Regions from separate parts of the Lactuca sativa genome. Here region 2 is linked to region 1. A link is a contact called in public Hi-C data. All regions are on one chromosome and are shown on one strand. The core of a region is the stretch at or near the end of the contact, and the rest is flanking DNA. Distances in the headings are between cores, read along the strand shown.

Evidence for each region. Hi-C and Micro-C count contacts between places; a contact is called where the count stands out from the background.
Region 2: a Hi-C map of leaf shows a contact between it and region 1, with 4 times the contacts expected there. The contact joins the promoter of LOC111885768 here to the promoter of LOC122194411 in region 1. A contact is called at or near these places in 2 of 4 Hi-C or Micro-C datasets (both in leaf).

What each region holds. Positions count from the first base shown.
Region 1 is chr8:178,474,788-178,479,231 of Lsat_Salinas_v11, reverse strand. It overlaps LOC122194411, which reads left to right and starts at 2,683. Exons shown (of 4, transcript XM_023882021.3): 1 at 2,683-2,992; 2 at 3,269-3,487; 3 at 3,996-4,160; 4 at 4,339-4,444. The coding sequence starts at 2,798.
Region 2 is chr8:178,692,644-178,697,087 of Lsat_Salinas_v11, reverse strand. LOC111885768 reads right to left here and starts at 2,690. Exons shown (of 1, transcript XM_023882009.3): 1 at 1,812-2,690. The coding sequence starts at 2,604. The coding sequence ends at 1,969.

The sequences.
Region 1 (4,444 bases), core at 1,434-3,933:
TATAACCACGACGTGGTAAAGGTCACCATGACATGGTGGCTAGGCTAGCCATGACTGTTTTGTCGTATCGACACCACGACGTGGTCAAGGATGACAACGACGTGGTTGTCCGTCTATTGACTTTGACTTTAATTGTTGACTTTGACCAAGTTTGACTTAGGGGGATTATGGGTGTTTTTGAGTTGTATTTGAGAATTGGTCACTATTTGTTGGATAAGCGACCGGTAGAGTTGATATTCGGAGCTGTGATCTGTTCAACGATCATTTCAGACTAAGATGTGAGTTTCTTTCACTATACTCGTGGGTCGAAGGCACCAATTCCGACCCACTAGATTATATTGGTAGGATAATAGTTGTCTTCGTGACAATTTCTTGTATTGCTTGAATATCTGTTTTTGTCTCTGTGACTCTTACTGTTATGATTATATGCTTGATGTAGAAATAGACCCGATACCGGTTGAAAGATACTGAAGGGGTTGAAATACACCCAATACCGATTGAAAGACACTGAAGGGGGTTAAATACATCTAGTACCGGTTGAAAGAGACCTGAGAGGTTGAAATACACCCAATACCGGTTGAAAGAGATCGATACTGATTGAAAGAGACCGGTACTGGTTGAAAGAGACCGAAGGGGGTGAAATAGACCCAATTATGTTTTAACTGTATGTATGTATGGCATGGGGTATTTTGGGGGAGCTCACTAAGCTTTGTACTTACGATTTTCAATTTATGTTTCAGTTACTTCCAGCTCAAAAGGGAAGGGATCAGATTGATCGCACCGCATCCGTCCATGTTTTTCCACCTTATGTGATTTTGGGATTTGTACTATGATATTATTTTACTATGATTCACTTTCAGTTGTTTTTTTATATGATCTTTGAATGTTTTGGAATTAATTAAAAATAAAATCTTGTCTAAAATTTTGGAATGTTACAGTTATTATATAATGGTATCTTATCTTATCTTATATAATGATATTTGAATTGATAAAACTTCTTAAAAACTAAACTGATTTTGAGAACTTGTGAGATATTGGGCGTGTTTGGAAAAAATAGCTGTTAGCTGAAAGCAGGTAGCGGTTAGCTGGTAGCGGGAAGTTATAACTTTTATTTGTTATATGAATGTTTGGCAAAAGTAGCTGGAAACTTTTGAAATATATAAAATTACATAAACGGACAATTGATTAAAAATAAATAAATATATAAATATATTTTTAAGGGTAATTATGGAAACTGATTTCAAAAGCTCAGGAGCGTTTTGTTAAACGCTACATGAAGTAGCTTTTAGAATCGGAGCGTTTTGTTAAAACTAAAAGGTAAACGCTCGTACTGCCAAACGAAGCTTTTTGTTTAAACTAGAGCGTTTTCTCAAAAGCTAAAAGCTAGAAGCTCCCAAACGCTTCCAAAAGCTTCATGCCAAACACGCCCATTGTGACCAAATTTTTGCAAAAGCATTTTAAATGATTTTAAAATATAAAATGAAAAGATGGTGTTTCAAGTTCAACAACCATTTATTCGTTTAACACATAGTTGTCACCAGTTTCTTTGATTTTCCATTTCCCGCACAATTGTTCAAAAATCCATCAAAGTAAATTAGTGATTCTTGTGCAAACATATATTATTGCAAACAATTTAAAGCGTTTGCTTCAACCCAAAATGGCCCAATTATGCGAATGTGATAACCATAATGGAGGAAGAGGCGGAGCTCGTGGGTGGCGTTGGTGCTACCTATGGCAAAATAGGGAGAGTTTATCGATGGTGGAGGAGGGTTTAGTCATTCTTTTTTACCACAAAATAAACTTGCTTTTCATCGTAAGATGATGAGGGGACACTCTTGGAGTTGCTAGTGAGTCAGAGTGAAATAGTCAATTGATTGCCCCTTGTGTTTTACTCGTTTGGGAGGAAATGAGAGCTGATATCGGTTATTAGTGTATTGGCCGATGGATGGGGTCTGCAACAATTTAGTGCGCCATTCTCCTTTTCATGTAAATAACATAATTGACCCATCAAGTCTACCCTAATTAATGAAGATCTATTTTGGCACATTTCAATCTTTCATAAGTTTTGACACTTGTTATTTGGTAGTATTTTTGAAATAAATAATATCCACATGTCAATGTCTAGTTTTTTTTAATGTTAAAATTAAGAAACCACATAATACATATAGCTATATAAGTAAGTAGTAAATGTAATAAATATGATCTTAAATTGTAATAAATATGTTTTTTCCTTCCTTATTTTAGAATTTAATTTTAAAAAATACTTAATGTTTACATTTTGATATATTTTTTTTAATCAACTCATGTAATATATAGGTCTGGTCTCACACCTAATTCAGTAACAAAATAAGACACACAAAATAAATAAATAAAATAACATAAAATAAAATAGAGGGTATAAACCGTATAATGGTTATTCTACAAGTATGTATGAGAAATGGATTTTAAAACTGTGGTGGGTTTTAAATCCATAAAAACCATGTTTTAAAACTTTGGACAAAAAGTGCATTGATTTTTTAAACTTGGACCAAAAGTTAGCGGCACAAAAAAAAATATTTTTACTCATAGATATATATATATATATAGCGAAACAACGGTTAACTTGAGATTCGGAGAGTTTGTTAAAAAGACGTACGGCATTGATTCCTCAAAAGAAGCATATCCGCTGGTTGTGTAATTGTAGGCTTGCGGTGGCGTTAATGGCGCCCGGCGGTGTTCATTCCGGTTGATTCTGATCACCAGCCTGCTTCAAATTTGTTTTCTTGTCGATCGGTTGCTTGATCAGCCATATATATGCATGGCGTACCGTAGAAGGCATGGGATTTCTAGGTCTTCGACGTTCAAGGAAGAACTCTATCGTCCTCCTGACGATAAAACCACCACCTCCGCTCCATCATCGCCTCTTGCCTCTCAGATACGAACATCTGATGCTCACCGTGACTCTTCTCTCTCCAATTCGGCGTTTAACACGTCTCTTCAACGCAGATCCAAGGTTTTCCATTCTATTTGTGCTTTACTCTTCATATATATCCCTACAATGAAAATTATTCTGAGAATTCTTATTTCGTTTTCATTTTCATGCATTTTCAATTGTTTCCATATTATTTTAATAATTTCTTCAACAACAATAATGTATTAATCAACATTACTCATCTTTCCTAAATTTAGCGAAGGCATAATGTAGAGGTGATGTATTATGTAGTTAACAAAATGTTGGAGTCCAATAAAAAAAATAAAAGGGATGATTCGTTGTTAAATTTGTAACCAGGAGTTAAGTGATCAAAAAGTGCAAGGGGGTACACTCACCATTAATGTGGACAAAAAAAGTCATGATATTCAAGATGCTAGTAAGTTGCAGAACAAGATCAAATCTGAAGCAACTGATCGTAAAGAACTTGACACCGAAAAACAGTCACAATCACAGCCGCAGGAGCAAGAGCCTGAAACACCGACCAATCATGAGGATCAACTGAAGGCATCTCGCGACGTAAAGTGGCAAATGTGTAATTAATTGCATATCTACTATGGTTCAAGTATTTGAAACCATAGCAAATTTATAAGCTTGGACTTCTCACATTATTATTGCATCATCACATGCATGTTATTCTTACAAGATTTTCCGTATTTGTTACATGGGACTCTTTTGGATAGGACTGGACTGGACAAATTTTCTAGGTTATTTAGGATAATGAGAATGAGAAGGGTATTCATGTCTTTTCTTTTGGGTGTGACAATAAATTATAATTTTTGTTCCATTTACATCATTTTCGGTCTCAGTCCAGACGTACAACTACAACATGGGTTTTTTTTTTTTTTTTTTTTTTTTTTTTTTGGCATGTTGTATCCCACTTAAAGAAGAGTCTGGATCTCTAGATGTTCAAAAGACATGATTGTCCTCCTAACAATGATTATAGAAAATAAAATAGATCTAGAAAGTCCACTCGAGCCCCATGTAACAAATGAAGCATCAAACAATAATTGGTTTTATATGCCAGGTGGCGATTGCAACAGCTGCAAAAGCGAAACTTCTTTTTCGAGAGATTAAAACTGTGAAAGCGGATTTAGCTTTTGCAAAACAAAGAAGTTCTCAGCTAGAAGAAGAAAATAAAATTCTTCGAGAGGCTCGTGAAAAAGGAGACCACCCTGCCGATGATGACATGGTACATATTTACTATAAATATTTAACTTCCCCCCCTTTTTTTTTCCTATAACCCCGTTTGTCACCTAAAAAAAATAGGACTATAAATCATTTTGGATTTTTTTGTTTGTACAAAATACATAAATGTTTTTATGATCTACAACTTTAAATTTGAATAACAACTTACTATATATGATCAGATACGACTCCAACTTGAAACACTTTTAGCTGAGAAGGCACGTTTGGCTAATGAGAACTCGGTATATGTTCGCGAGAATAGCTGCTTGAGGGAAGTAATTGAATATC
Region 2 (4,444 bases), core at 1,441-3,940, 220 kb before region 1:
TGGCAGTTATCTTTTTATATTAATGCAATATCAATATCTTTTAAAATTGGTCCCTATCGACATCAACAAGTACCTTTTATACTTTTTCACAAATATTTTATTATTTTTAACTAATAAATATTTATTAAAATGTATAGATATAAACCATTAAGATTCTAAACCATTTTAAACATAAACATTGCTTTATCATTTTTTACTAGTTTATAACCTGTGAGAACTATAATTATAAAATTAATTAAACTTTCATATTAAAAAAATCAAAATTATTAATCAATTATTTTAAATAAGTTATTACTTAAGATATATATATATATATATATATATATATATATATATATATATATATATATATATATATATATATATATTACTTTTATACAATTATAATCATTAATTTAAATAAATACGTGAAGTTATATCATCTTATAATCTGTATTTATTTTATTTTATTTTTTAATATAATTAGAGTGAAAATTTTTAAAATTTAAAATTTAAAATGAAGAATCAATCATTAATTTAATGTAATTAGAATTTAAAATTTAAAATTTAAAATTTGAAATTTGAAATTGATAATTAATAGGTTGACAAGTGACATTATAGGTAACATATAATATTAATGAAGATTTCTAATGGTATGATAATTGTCAATAGAAGAATAAACTTATTCATTTATTAGAATATGAAGAGGGAGATATGTATATTATTTGTTTACATGTAAAACCTCGTTTTGGTGTTTCTGTAAATATAAAATTGTATGTTAAATATGAAAGCTTTCTTGCAAGAAATGTAATATTATAAAACTATATTTACATCTAAAATTTGAGAAAACATAAAGAATCAAATCAAAAGTAACCTAATTCATCCATGGTATTTAAATATCACAAAATTTTATTATTTTATCTTCATATTCTAATAAATAAATAAATTTATTCTCTTATTGACAAATGTTACAATATTAGAAATTTTCATTAATATTATATGCCACCTATCATGTCACATGTTAACCTATTAATTCTCCATTTAAAATTTTCTACCCTAATTACATTAAATAAATAATTGATTATCCATTTCAAATTTCAAATTTTAAATTTCACACTCTAATTACATTAAATTAATAAATGATTTTTCATTTCAAATTTCAAATTTTAATTTCACACATAATTATATTAAATAACATTATAATAAAAATTAAAATAAAATTAATATATATTATAAAGTGATGTAATTTCATTTATTTATTTAAATCAACGATTATAATTTTATATAACTAAAAATATCTCTGAATTAATAATTTATTTGAAATAATTGATTAATAATTTTAAATTTTACTATAAAATTTTAATTAATTTTATAAGGGTTATAAACTAGATTAATAATATATTTCATTTTATTTAATATTTATTATGGTTAGTACCACTACCAAATTGGTCTTTAGGACATTCAAACATCTTTGTTTAAAATTTAAATTATCGTTTGTTACTTTTAAAAAAAATCATTTGAACCATTCTAACTGTATTTTATTTTGAGATTCGCGATATTTTATTTTATTAGCAAACATTGTTTCTAAAGTCATTGAATAAAAATTTCTTTGATCACTTATTAAATGTATATAATATATTTTTAATGAATTTATATCTAGTAAACTTATTTTGTAAGATATCTTAATCTGCTCAAATTTGTTTTGCATCATGAAAAGTTTAATTATTTTATTAAAATATCTAAAACATTAAATGATTCAAATATCATTCAAGAATAAAATATAATAACTTATTTAAATACTTATGATTTCATTCCATAACAAACAACCGAAAGAGCAAAAGCAATACCTTTATTCAGTGTGAAAACTAGAAAGAAGATAAGAATAACAAAAGTACATCTTCACTAAAGAAGAACAAGTGGAAGAACATCAAAATTTCTATAAACACAAAATCAAAACAAAACTAGAAATCATAATAAGTTGTTAACACCCTATAATCTGTTCTTGTAATGACACGTTTGATTTGAAATTCTTCGATTTGAAATATCGATGTTCAAATCACACGATGACACAGAAGAGATGTGAATGTTGAACATATTAAGTATACGAGCTTTACCGGAGATCTTAGTGTAGGTAGACACCGGCAAGCTTCCACTGATGACATCACTATAAACATCAAAATTCGTCAGCAACCGATCGGCAAAAACAGTGAGCGTGAGATTCAATCGCTTCGTATCATCGGAACCAATCTCGCCGGCGGGAATCGGAACCTCACCGATGTCTTTGTCTTTGTACAGGAGAATCGCTGAGCTGTTTCGGTACTTAACACCGACTTTGTTAGGGTTTTTAATCGAGATATCAAGGTCGAGGGAGATGTTTAACGAAACCCTAGGCGGAAGGAGGTTAACTGAGACATCGAAATCGCTGATGGCGATGGAGTTGACGGAGGTGACGGGCTTCTTGGCTTTGAAGACGGTGAGAGCCAGGATCAGAATGATTAAAGCAAGGAGAACAATAACGGCGATTACCGATAGACAGATGCATCTCCGGCGTTTGCGTTTCCGGCGGTGTTTGTCGTCGGCGACGATGGTTGTGAGTGGCTGTTCATCTTTTTTCTCGACATCCATGTTTTTTTGTTGAGTTGTAAATATTTCAAAGTCAGAATTAAATATTTAGGGATAGGAATTGTTGACGAAGGGTTTGGGAATTTAATGGAAGATCGGTTAACGGTTGGGTGTTTTGGCTCCATACTTTTACTTTTGTGTACTTTTATTAAATGCAAATAGAAAATAATTTATTTTTATTAATTTGTTTTTTCTGTAATTAAGAATTTTAGTTTGGAAAATTAGGTAATTTAAATAAAAGATATTTATATAACATGTCATCATTGGATACTTATTGTGACTATAAAATATTTAATAAAAATTTGATAGGAGCATTGCCAGCTGAAAAGAAGCTTATAAAAAGAAACAGTCAAACGTTATTAGAGGGAGATTAATGGACCACAAAAGAACTATGAATATTCTTGTTTGCATTTTTTTTTGGGATTGCAATTTTTTCAACAACTTAATAAATATTTTGCAACAAATAAACAAATATAAATGAAATTTAAATAAATCATTTATTAATTAGGACAGCATATGGACCACTTGTGGACAACATATATCAAAACAGCACTATAATTATATTCGTCAAAACAAGTGTAATAATACAATATTTTAAAGTAAAAGGGTAATATATTTTTTTATTTGTACACATTTAGTTACTGAGTTTTTTTCCGTCTACATTTATCCCTTAAACTTGTTGAACTGTACACATTCAGTCCTTATGACCGGTTACTTCAGGTTAGCCGGAAAAAATGATTTAATAGGGTAATATATTTTTCATTTTGTACACATTTAATCCTTAATATTTTTGTACACATTTAATGCTTAATATTTTTTTGTTTCAAAATAAGTCATTTTTGTTTTTGTACACATTCAGTACTAATGAATGTTTTCTTTAGATTTTTCTCACGACATTTTACATGGGACAATCATTGATGAAATGTGTGAGACTGTTGATGTCTATGTGTAATGTCTCATTTTCACAACCAGAAAATTTCATTTTTAAATAAGGCAAAACTCCCTAATTATAAATCCATTATTAAGAAAAAAACGTTTATTCCAAAATATATTTATCGAAAATCAGAGTAATATAAGAAAATGTGTAATCCTCAATAATGTTGATGAGTGTGTATAGCCATGCATTCGCCTTCTCACGACCAACGATAGAACCTGAAAACATAAATAACTGAGTAAGCACAAAGTTTAGTGAATTTCCCCCAAAATACCCAACACAACAAACATATTATTATGCATAACGGACCCACACTCATTAGATTGGTATACTTTGGCCCAATCAGTCACCGGACTGGAATGCCAACATTCAATAATAGGTCCAATCATTAATCGGACTGGAATACTCAGGGTTTGTTGGTATGACGCCTTAATCCAACCGCTCTTCTCGAGTCTTCGTGCCTACAGCTTATAGCCGACCCGCACCAGGTATCTTGGCCTACAACATATAGCAGGACCACCTGAAACTATCCCACCACCATATGGCTATCCCACATAAGATGTCGTGAGGACTAAATGTGTACAAAATGATAAATATATTACCCTATTAAGTCATTTTTACCGGCTAACCTGGAGTAGCCAGTCATAAGGACTAAATGTATATAGTTTAACAAGTTGAAGGGGTAAATGTGGACGAAAAAAAAAACTTAGTGACTAAATGTGTACAAATCAAAAAATATATTACCCTTTTAAGTCATTATCCCTAATTATTACCCTACAAAAGTTAAGATAACCTTTGGTGGGTGAAACATAATTGAACTAGATAGAACAAGATTTTCTAAAGGACCTTTGGTAAGGCCTTCTGCAATACATACTATGAACTGATGAAGCCCTATATGATCTAGGCAGG